Regions from separate parts of the Danio rerio genome. Here region 1 is linked to region 2. Evidence: chromatin contacts called from public Micro-C data. All regions are on one chromosome and are shown on one strand. The core of a region is the stretch at or near the end of the contact, and the rest is flanking DNA. Distances in the headings are between cores, read along the strand shown. Region 1 overlaps smad6b (SMAD family member 6b). Region 2 holds the start of smad6b (SMAD family member 6b).

Region 1 (5,914 bases), core at 2,211-4,710, 44 kb after region 2:
ACACATGGTCAAAGTCTATTTATAATAATGCTATTAAATGTATAAAATATTTCTAACTCTGTTATAAAATGTTTCATAATAATGAATTATTTTTTTATTTATATTTAAAACATATATTTCAAACACAAACTAAAATAACATAGCTCTTTAGTGTACAACTGGCTTCACAATTTCAACAGAACTTAGCAGTACAAAAAAAAAAAACATTCATGTAATGTTATATTAATAATACAAAACCATCGTCTAGCCACATTTTGACCCATTGTAAACTATTTAATATGCACATGACTGTAACTGCGCATCACTTGAACTGGCGTGTCGTTGCTTAACAACCATAAGCATCCAAACTCCGCCTAACTTTGTGCCTAATAACACCCCTTAATAATATGCTGCTCCTCGTCTTGACTTGCCTAAAACACATCCCACTCTGCGTTTTCACATTACTCCACGTTTTCTCATTGCACGTGTAAATAACGCAAAACAATCCTGCCCACTGATAGCCACACATTGCATACAGCGCAATACCGGCCTGTCCAACGCAGACTGTTTTCTTCTTTGATGTGAATATGAATGTCTGGCTTGGGAACGGCCTGAGAATTGCATGTTTACCTTACTGATTGAGTAGCACGTCCACCAGAGCATTATGTACAAGCTATGAGTTTCAAAGGAAATACCTTTGAGGCTGTCTAGCTGTGCGTGCGTGTGCGTTTTGTTCATTTCCAGCTTTGTAAAAGTAACTGGTATTTGTCTGAGAGCAAATGGAGACTAAATAAAAGACTTTAGCCTCCTGACAAAGTAACCTTTAGTCTCACGGCCTCCTTAAGCTCTGGCTTTGTAAGTCAACAAGGCCCTTGCTGTTGTTTGATCTCAGCTGCCCATGTTTGCTTTCCCTTGAGCAATTTACTACTCTAATATAATCTTTTCCTTGAGCAACTGTTGCGTTTTCAGACTTTTTTTTTTTTTTTTTTGCACCTGTGGGCAGCATGCAGAATGAATTGCTTTTCTGTAAATTGAACACATATTTAGTTTAGAAAAGTTGTGTAAATTACTTAAGTTGTGTTAATTACACAAACTAATTAAATGAATTGAATTTTCACAAGTAAATACAATTGATTAAACATTATATTTTAAAGTTTATAGTTTGAATCTACTTAAGCAGCTATATCATAGTAGTGGTGTACAATATTCAAGGTGTCTGCGGCATCTTAAATTTACTGAAAGAATGTCCTGGAGGTCTTAATTCATTTTAAATGGGTCTTAAGTTTCTCATGTCCCTGTACATTTATTTATATTTAGTTGATTATAATTTTTATATATATAATATATAAAATATAATTTTTTTGTTGGAATAAATGCTTGTTTTGACACATTATTTAAATATTATTTAATAATAATTATTTACACATTATTTAATAATAATAATAATAATAATAATAATAATAATGATAATAATAATTATTATTATTATTATTAATATTATTATTGTATATATTATTATATATTAAATACTTTTCTGCTGGCCCAACCAGATCATTAGAAAAAAAAAAATTTAGCATTTTGTCCTGGTTAAGCCTGACATTTCATTCCTAATGTCTTGAAAAGGTCTTTAAAAGTCTTAAATATTTATGAAACCTGCAGAAACCCTGAATATTGACAAAAAACGTAATCACACTTTTTTTTATTAAAAGAATTAAATCATTTTTGCTGAGTGTGTTTCTGAGTTGATACCTTTGATGGTTTAAGCCTGTTATAGATTTAAAATAACCACTGGTTGATGGTTCAAGCCCCTGTTTTAACGAATGAATCGTTCAGACGTCACAATGCGTTCAATGTGTGTCGGCATACTGCCTTCTTAGGCGCAAGTCATTTATTAAATAAAGAAGAGTTACGTAGAAGAAGAGTTATGCAGCTTCTCCTATACCACAGCAAGTTACGATTTTACTTTTGATATTTGGCAGCAGTAATCAGGAAGTGAAGATTTTTTTTCTCTTTGATTTGTTGGATAGAAACAATGTTTTGTTCGCACATCTTTTATGTGATATTTCAGTTTTTCGCATGAATTTGATAAGCATTTTTGGATGGAAATATTGCTAATGAATAACTTAATCATTGTCTAGTAGGTAGTGGCAAGTCCCTGTTTAAAGATTAACTGAAAAATTATTTTAAATGATTTGTTCAAAAACGGCAGGCGACGTGGATGTTCAAAATGGCTGATTCATATAGAAACAATACAAAATGACTTCCTTTGTGTATAAATCAATGGGGAGTAGGATGTGGCAAGTCTCAGTCTTAATGAGTGATTCACTGTATAATTAATTCAAATGGTTCATTCAAAGTAGCGTATTTATTTATTTAAAAAAAAGTGAGTGATCGTCTAATGAATAAATCGTTGAACGGTTCCATTCGTGAATGCGTTTGCACGCTGATATTAAAAAAATTGTCGTGCTTGTGTAGTATGTCAGATCTAAATCATATCTATTAAAATACTAAGTGCATTGCAACAGCATTATATTAGGATTCTTCAAACACTGAATACTTGTGCTAGATCAAAAATGTGTTTTGTTTGTTGCATAGTGATTTTTTAAACACCCAATAATGTAAAAAAATAATCTTATTTTTACAGATTATAAAATCCACACACCCCCCATCTAATTACATATAATAATTAGGGGGTTTTGTTTTAAGTACAAAACAACTGTTACTCAACACATGGTTTGTTCAAACTAATTATTAAATGATTATATTATTATAAAATGAGTTAAACTAGTACATTTTTATGTTTGTTAAGGCACAACTTAATTGTTTTATGTTCAATCCACTTAAATGCGTAAAAACTATGAAATTAGCTTAATCCATTTGTGTTGGGAAACATGTAGGAATTGTGTGAAACCCAGCATTTTTTTTACAGTGCATCATGTTTAGTTTAGAAGTGGGTCAGACGTCAACCTGAAGGCGTTAACAACGTGTCTCCAAAGAGATTGACACTGGTGGAGTCGGTTTTTAGAATATAATAACAATAATAACACACACTACCTATCTAATGGGTAAACGGAGCTGTTGAAAGGTGCTGGGGTTAAATGAACGCAGAGCGGCGTAATTGCTCCCAGCTTTTGTCTTCCAGCCTGTCCGCAACAAAAAACACTGAAGGGAGAACACAGTTAGCACTTAGTCTGGCATCATTATCTCTCCTCCAAGTGATGAGCCCAAAGCGCTTAAGTGTTGTTAACTAAACCGTTGCTGAGTCATTAAGGTACATGAGTTTAGATGTCCACCGCCTTTGAACTTACACCTACTCGCTGCAGTTGATAGCCTAAATGAGGTTTATTATACTAAAGTAGCGTCATTGGTTGCGATTATAGCCGCGCTGCCGTCCGTCTGTCTGTCTTCGGTCTGAGTAAGGCTGTATTTGCAGCTCTGGCGGCTTGTCAGAGGCTCTTCACTGACTCATGACTGAGGCCTCCAGGGAAGGGGAGACAGGAACTCTGTATCCTGCTTGTTGTGGCGCTTGCTGATGTGCATTTTCCAGCTTCTACCTGAGCACAAGCACGCACACACACACACAAACAAGCTGCAAATGCTGTGCTCATTTCATGTGAAAGTTCTGGATTTGATTCAGGAAATGAAACACACAGGTGAATGACCTGTCGAAGGGGAGGAGGATGATAGATGTTGTATATAATGAGTATTTACTGTGGAATTTTGTTAGAAAGATGGTTTTCAGCCTGTATAAGCTGCAGTGCATCAGTATTTCTTTTTAGTTTGTTTATTATTAGTGTATGTTATATTGTTGTTGAAGAAAATATATTAATTACAACTTAAATGGGTACATTTGTATATATTTGCGTTTAAAGGAAATGTTTGTACAAGTACAAACATTTAGTACAAGTAGAAAGTTAGAAATGTAGTGTATAAAGGTATGTATATTTTAAGTATAAATACAATATAATGTCAAAATATATAGTAATTATGTATAGTTAATGTTAGTTTAGGTATTTACTAACATTAACAAATATTGCACTGTACATTTATTACAGTAATTATTTATTTTTGTTAATGTTAATCAAAATATAGTTGTTCATTCTTAGTTCATTAACTCGCAGTGCATTACTAATGTTAACAAACATGGATTTTGACTTTAATAATTAGTAAATGTTAAACTAGGATTAGTAAATGCTGTGCAAATATTGTTTATTATTAGTTCATGTTAGTAAATACATTAACTAGTGATTATTGTACTTATTGTAAATTGTATGTGATGTATAGTACTTATTGTAAAGTGTGACTAATATATTTAGCTCAAAACACACGCACTCGCAGTCATTTAAAAAATGTATATTTATTGTTTGTCAATTTAAATATTAATAAGCTCATTTAGAGGCAGGAACCGGCAGATGTGCAACAACTTTAAACATAAGGTAAACACACAACAATGGCATTTCACACTGTAAACACATGATCTAATGATCTCTTGGCTCTCAGCACTGCCCTTGCTCGTAACCGCTACCAAACTGACCAATCACAGAGCTTGCGCTAAACGTCGTTGTGACGTGTATTTTTTTTAGATTTGCACGGGGGTCACGTGACTAAACACTCGGAAGGTAAAGTAATTGAAAAAAGTTGGAAAAATTTGATTGATTATAGGTTCTGAATGTCGATTTCGATTACTTTTTTATTAATTGCCCAACCCTACCATGTCTCCTGTACAGTACAGAATGCATTCAGCTTGCCAAATTTACATAAATCCTTGATTGCTAGAAGTGTTACTCTGAAATGCTGTACTGTGTACTGTCGAGCACTGTCAAAGGCACCTGCGGTAACACCCAAAAGGCAGAGGAAGATGCTTGTCATCACACAAAAAGCTGAACTTCTGGACATGCTAAAGAAAGGTAAAAGTTACGCTGCCTTAGGGCGCCATTACAGGAAAAAAATGAAGATCAAATGGTTTTGATCTTTAGTTTCATTCTATAATACTGGACTTATTTTTCTACAAAGATTTGAACTTTGAGAGTATTTAAACAAGAGTGTGAAAATGTTAATGCCTGTCTGAGAAAAGTGGATAAAGTGTGTTAGTGAGGGGTTTTACCGCCTTCACAGATTTCGCCTATCGCGGGTTATTTTTAGAATGTAACTCCTGCGGTTAATGAGGGACCACTGTATATGTAAATGATTTATGCTAACCCTGCCAGTTCAGTTAAAAAAATATTAAAACATAACTTTAAAAAATAGTAAATTTTTAGCTTAAAATATTTTGTTTGTTCGATTGTAGTTTAATTAAAATTCTAAAAGGTTTTTTATTGGTTTAAGATTTAGACGCTTTACCTGACAAAATATGTTCATGCAAAATATGTTCATGTTCATGTTCAAAAAAAAAAAAGCTGTCGTAATTGCAGAATCTACTAGTCACTATCGACTGATTAAATCAAATACGATTTTAAAAACAAATTCTTGTGTAGCTTATCATGGAACTACGTCTCTGTGTAGTAAACTCGGCTCCATCTGAACACATGTGCTGGAAGTTTACTAGAGCTGGCTTTACTGACAACATGCACATGAAAATTGACCTAAAATTAGGGATGTCAAAATCCAATCACGTGATAGGAAATCGGGCCTATCATGCAGTTTCAGACTCAATCAAATCTGACATTACCTCCCGATCAGAACTCGAATATATATATAAATTCCCATTATTTTTTTACACATCTATAGTTATGCGGTGGCACAGAGTTAGATCTCTTTCAAGACTTCATACAGAAACAGCAACGCGGCATGACATCACTTTGTTGCAGAGACGCTATTGGTTAAATACTGGCAGCACAGAAGCAGCTTGAAGCGGAAAGTGCGAGTATGTCTGTTGCCTGGAGGTTTTATAAAGTTGATGATGACAACATTGCCATAGTAAACTGTGAGATATGTA
Region 2 (6,678 bases), core at 2,941-5,440:
TTTAAAAAATAAAAAAATAATAAACACTGAATGATAGAATGCCGGCAGCTAGCTCTCTGCAACTCTCATATGGTCGCTCACTAAAGCTAAGCATGGATGGGAGACCAAATGGTAGAGCTAGGTTGCTGAGGCCAGCAGGGGATGCTCAACCTGTGGTCTGTGTGGGATCTAACGCCCCAGTATATTGATGGGGACTCTATACTGTCAGTGACTGCCGTCTTTTGGATGAGACGTTAAAAATCCCAGGATGTCCTTTAAAAAAAAAGAGTAGGGGTTTAACCAAATTTGCCCACTGGGCTCTGTCCATGATGGCCTCCTAACCATGATACTTTGCTTCATCACTCTGTTCCTTCTTCACCAATTAGCTGATATGCAGTCTGGCCCAATAGGGCTGCCGTGGTGTTGTCCCGGTGGATGCTGCACACTGGTGGTGGATGAGGACACACCCCCACAAAAAATGTAAAGCACTTTGATCATCAAGAAAAGCACTATATAAATGTAAGGAATTATTAATTAATTATTATAATATCACACATATTTTGTTCATAGAACAAATATTTAAAGCATTAAACATTTTAATTGCGTTTAATATAATATAACTACATTTAATAAAAAAATATTACTAAAAAAAAAATTCTCATAAATGTAAAAATATTAAAAGTTTTATATTGTGGAATGTTTTTATAATACATTTTAAACTTATTTTTATCAGAAAAGCTGTAGTTTCATAAATGTTGTTTTTAATTGTTAATCAGAAATTTCCTCATTGCTTGAAACATTTTTTTTTTCATTTTATTAATGTTTATTGCATTTAGCAAGTCTAAACTGGTAAATAAATAAGGCAAAGCAGGGTGAGTTTATTTATATAGCTCATTTCATACACAATGGTGATTCAAAGTGCTTTACATTAACAAGAATAAAAGAAACAAGAAAATAAATGATAAAATGATTATAAAATAATTTAAAATTATTAAAACAGGTAAAAACAGATTAAAATGTGTTAAAACGGGTTATAAAAGAATGAAAAAGAAAAGAAAGACATAATTGTGCTGTCGGATGTAGCACAGTGCTCATTCACCAAAGGCACAGCTAAATGTAGATGTGTTTTAAGTCTTGATTTGAGTGTACCTAATGTTGGAGCACATCTGATTATTTTTGGTAGCTGATTCCAGAAGTGGGGGGCATTTAGCTGAAGGTGGATTTACCCTGCTTTGAGTAGAGTCATGGAATTTGTAATTTACTTGATCCTAATTATCTGAGTGATCTGTTAGGTTTGTATTCAGTGAGCATATTTGAAATAAATAATAATTAAATTCAAAAATACAGAAAAAAAGAATACAGAAAAAATACAAAAATGCCCCCATTTAATGTCATAACTGCATTTTACAGTTCTTTTTAAAATTTTAGTCATAAATTTGGAAAATTTTCAGAAATAAAAACAAAATGGATAGTATAGCTTGTTTCAAAAACCATTTCATTTTGAACATAACCAAAACACTTTTTTTTCTCTTCGTCTGCTTAAACCCCTCACTTGAAATGGTTTTGATGTAGGCAAATATTTTGCTGTTTGGGATGCATGGATTCCTTATTGGGTGGTTTGTGTTGGACCTCCTCCCACTCCATTTCATTTCACATCCTCTTGATCGCTTGATAAATAAGGCTGTCAGCGCAAGTCCATTGTTAAGACTGTATTTACATAGCTTCTTGCCGAATAAGCGTGTCAAATACTGTGCTCTGCTTTCTGGCAAGCTGCCGGGAAATTTATTTCATTCACTGTCAATTGTAACAACAGTGGGCACGTCTATTTGCGTTTTGCTTCCTCTTCCAACCAATCCCTGTCTCCGAGGGCAGGTCAGAAATGTTGGGGAACCAATCGGCAGTGTTTATTGCTGAACTTTTGCTACTTTGAGCAAGTTAATACACTGAGAGACATCGCCCCGCCTGCTCTACTCCACAGCCAAAGTCTTTAACCCTTTATGTGCATGAATGAACAAAATGACACTGAAAAGTTTTTCTGATATTTGTAGCCTACATAATATAGGTCATGCATTGTATTATATATATTTGAATATATTTATAAAAAAAAAAAAAATATATATATATATATATATATATATATATATATATATATATATATATATATATGTATATATATATATATATATATATATATATATATATATATATATATATATATATATATATATATATATATTTCTTTCTTTTAAAAATTATATTTGTTTTTACAGTCTTTTTATGTATTTTAATAGAAACATGATTTTCAAAACAATGAAGTCGCCTACATTGAATCTGAAATTGAATTGAACATAAAGGTCAAAGAAAAGGTGCATTGTGTTTGCATGAATGTATTCCATCCCAGGCTACTCAGGACAGGATATTACTATATTTAAGGTCTTTTTGAGGGGGGTTGCATCTCACAGCGTGACCCACTGCTGGAATTCACACCCCAATGAGAGCAGCTCACACCTCATGAGGTCATTCTATGGAATTTCCAACTTCCCATATACTGAAAATTCCTCATGTGCAGGTAACGCATTCTCTGCATCATGCAATAACAAAAACTATTTCAGAATCGGATCCACATGTTTTTGTCAGGTATCTAAATAGATTGCAGTTACAGATGCACATGTAGAAAATAAGTAAAACCGTTTATAAGTATGTTCACAAGCATGAGAAGTAAAGGTAATGCATAGTTTATTAGCGGGAGCTCTATATGTGATATATGATGCACTGTAAAAAAGGCAGGGTTCAATACAATTAATTCATGTTGTCCCAACACAAATTGATTAAGACAACTTAACACTTAGCAAATTTATGTGGATTGAACAAAAAAATTAAGTTGTCCTAATAAAATCTCAATAATTGTGTTATTTCAGCTCATTTTAATTAAGTAGTCTGAACAAGTAAAAAAATGCAATTAATTAATATTACAAATAATATATATATATATATATATATATATATATATATATATATATATATATATATATATATATATATATATATATATATATATATATAAATATATATATATATATATATATATATATATATATATATATATATATATATATATATATATATATATATATATATAAAAAATATATATATAGACAATGTGTGTATAGACAATGAATAGTCAGGAAGAAACAGATTTATTGAAAATTTAAAATTTTTAAACTAAAGTAAAATTGAATATTCTTAGAAAGCTGTTTTTTTCTACAGCAAGTTGCCATTTCATGTTGAGACTATTTTGTCCTAGTGATTTTGTTCTGAGACCATTCTGTAGACCATTTCAATGTGGTCATGCCATTGGCCCATGAACATTTTTGCTTGTTATCAAACTATTTCATGACTGCAATAAGAAGCAATTTAATCATAACTTATTGTTGAAACAGTCATAACATAAAATCATAACATTATTGATTAAAATGTGGCTCTTTTTGGATTCTCGGAAGCTAAATGAAAATTTTAAAACAAGAAACACATTGGGACCGTTGTTTTTGTTTACATCCTTCAAAATGGTCTATATTAACAGTCAATATACTGCAAAGTTTCTCTTTTCAAATTCATATTTTTTCCAGAACATTTCATTGACCATAAAATATACACATAATCGTCATGCATCCGGACCTATAGGTGTCAGTATAAAGCTGAAAACTACTTGAAATAAGATGCCACAAAATAAAAATTAAAACTTTCTGGAGGAATCTATAAAGGGGTTTTTACTATGTAGTATAACTTATTTTTTTGCTCATGCATATTACGTATTATTGTTATTTTGCATTTTTAAGAATAAAAATAAATTGCACAACACTTAACATAAAGTTATGACCGCAGTAAAGTTGCATTAACATCATCATCTTGAAAATGTTTGTTAAATAGCATCAGATTTTTACATTGGTTGTAATTTACGCGAAGTTTTTTTTTCTTTGCTTGGAATAAACAATTATCTTAGTTAGGATATATGAAGAAAAAAGAAATAGATGGATGTTATGCCTTTAAGAGTTAAGAAACTTGAAACCTTGTTTGCGCAACAATCAGTGCAGCTCAGAGCCGCCAAAGTGTCTAGACTAGCACATGATGGTAGTCAGCCAATGGCTCCATCGCTCTCCTCGGGGGCCCTGTGTGTGTGCGTATGTGTGTGTGTATGTGTGTGACAGGGGGAGAAAAAAAGGAAAAAGGGAGAGAAACGGAGAAAGAGAGAGATATCTGGGTTGCAGTTTGACCAGGTCTGAACACGGAACCAGGAGCACATTATAAGTCTACGGATTGTTCCTTTTCTGGCCCCGGCGCGCGCACAAGGATATTTTTGGATCGCAAAAAAGAGAGCGCGCTGGAATTGTGGAAAAACAACCGGAATAGTGAATTCTGCAAGGAATTGTCTGTGGATTTAATTCGCCGAGGAGCAGCTTCATTCATGTCTCCAGACCCGCTGTTGAAGAGTGGATTTGAACGTGTTTCAAAGTCCGAAAACATTTAAGAGCGCGCGACTAGAGTAGATTTTCGCCTGGGGTTTTTTGACATCACATTTATTTGATGTAGTTAAAACCCGTAGTGCATTTTAAATCTGGAAAAAAACATCATCGGACTCTTGGTCCACTTTCCAAACATGGTTCACATGTAGGCTTCTTGACAGCGTTCTTGTAAAATGAATGCGTTTCGCTATGCGGTAGTTTGACGATTTCTGTTTTTAATGCAATATAGCATTGTGCCTTCCAAACTAATGTTGTGGCTTTGCCACCGATATACGGTGCTCGGCTGTGCACGCGCTGCACGGCATTCGGCCAACATTAATGTTGCACGAGCTCAGAAATAGTTTCAAATCGCTGAGATCTGAACGTAAATAACTCATCTAGAGTTTCAAGTTGTCGTATGTTCAGGACGAAACGCTCAGGTCTTGTGCGGCGACTCTGGAGAAGCCGTTTGATTCCAGATAAAGAGGGGGGCGATGGATATGGCAAAAGCGGCGAGGGGTCTCGAGACGATCTGCTTGGCACCAACCCAGAGAAAATTCCCAAGACGGAGTTCAGACCGATGACCCCGAGCGGGTCGCCTAGCGTGGACTATGGGGAAGTGTGTACGAGGAATCCCGCTGAGAGCAGCGGCGGTGGCACCTCAGGGGGCTTTTTGGACCAAGATGGGGGTACGGTATGTACGGTGGGAAGCCCTCGGTCTGTGCAGGACAGCGATTGTAGAACAGTCACTTGCTGTTTATTCAAAGATCGGGACCATCATTCTGGATCTAGAAGTCCGGAGCCAGGCTCGTGCCAGTTTGTGCTGAGGAACATTGGCTCTTCACGGGACCCCGGTCCTCTGGAGAGCCAGGAGTCGAAACCTCGCTCCGTCATGGAGCAGGAGCTCAAGACCGCCACCTATTCACTATTAAAAAGGCTAAAGGAGAAAACCTTGGATACTTTGTTGGAAGCTGTGGAGTCAGGCGGGATGCCGAGCGACTGTGTGATGGTATCGCGGACCGAGCTGCGGTTAGGCGGCCACATGGCTCCTCCACAACTGCTTATCTGTAAGCTTTACCGGTGGTCTGACCTGCAGCACACGGCCCAGCTAAAAGCGCTCTGTGAGTGCAAGAGCTTCGGAGCTCAGGACGGTCCGGTAGTGTGCTGCAATCCATATCATTACAGCCGACTCTGTGGGCCAGGTAAGCGAAGGTCCTGTCGACGATTGTATCTAAAAGTATTTTGCTTTACACCTGCTGTTATGCCAAGGGCTTTCCTTAGGGTTCCCCTAACGGTTGCGTTGAAGCCGTGCTATTGCAGTGATTCATGTACTACAGAATGCCATTGATAAAATGAGTGCAACAGCAAAGAATTAAGAGTTGCTTGTTAGTGTGTGAAGTATTTGTCCTCAGTCAAATGACAGCTTAACGTTTCAGTTAATGAACTACATTAGGCTATAGGCTACCCAACTCCACAGCTCTGTAGTGCCGCTTTATTTTCCAACAATCAAGTTTCTCCAGGAAACTAAATAGCTTAATTGGCAGAAATAAGACAAACATTTCAACTGCATATTAAGCATGACATTTTGATGTATTTATTGCAGGTTTCTGAACTGAGGTTAGATAACATTTGGGACTTTGTCCTAGATTAAATTAGGCACTTTATTAATTATCTGCTACTCAGTGGAGTATGTATTCCTCAAATATGGCCTCAAATAGATTAATTGCTTGATGGTTAGTGCATATTTATTTGTTTTAGAGATGTTAAGGGTCTTGTCTCAAGTAAACACTGTCTGCGTGGCCTAAAAAATCTTAAATCTAACACCAAGTGACTCAAGTCTACTTTTCAAGCATTTCCAAATGTAAGTCATCAGAAATACATTTACTACTACAGTGCTCATAAAAACAATACTTTCTACATTTAAAATACTATTCTGATAAATTCTATCTTAACAAAAATTGTAAAATGAACAGATAGTTTTTCTTTATACACACTTTAAAATCTCACAGATTGATGGGACCATTTAACGACTAGAATTCCTAGCATTCATGTGATAGATTGACAATCCCGTGAGGAGACCATTGACGACCTGAGGCACTTGGCAACCCATAAATCAGTTTTTCCACGATAAATCCTCTCGTATTAAGAGATAATTTTTAATCAAAGGCTTCAAACTGACAATTACACTCTGTGCTCTGTG

What was found. A called contact is a pair of places that touch in the nucleus more often than the background predicts.
Region 1: a contact with region 2 is called in a Micro-C map of caudal fin, with 3 times the contacts expected there. The contact joins the enhancer-like site here to the promoter of smad6b in region 2. A contact is called at or near these places in 2 of 18 Hi-C or Micro-C datasets (caudal fin and an unstated tissue) and 1 of 4 datasets of contacts at active chromatin or transcription factors (caudal fin).

The regions. Positions count from the first base shown.
Region 1 is chr18:21,075,336-21,081,249 of GRCz12tu, forward strand. All of the region lies in intron 3 of smad6b (SMAD family member 6b), which reads left to right. Among named protein-coding and RNA genes, the nearest start is that of smad6b, 43 kb to the left of the region's middle. Within about 2 kb of position 3,461, at least 19 of the 62 cell types and tissues checked have an H3K27ac peak or open chromatin away from gene starts, as enhancers often do. A contact at or near this core is called in caudal fin, where this site is marked.
Region 2 is chr18:21,031,078-21,037,755 of GRCz12tu, forward strand. It overlaps smad6b (SMAD family member 6b), which reads left to right and starts at 4,191. Exons shown (of 4, transcript NM_001045051.2): 1 at 4,191-5,680. The coding sequence starts at 4,897.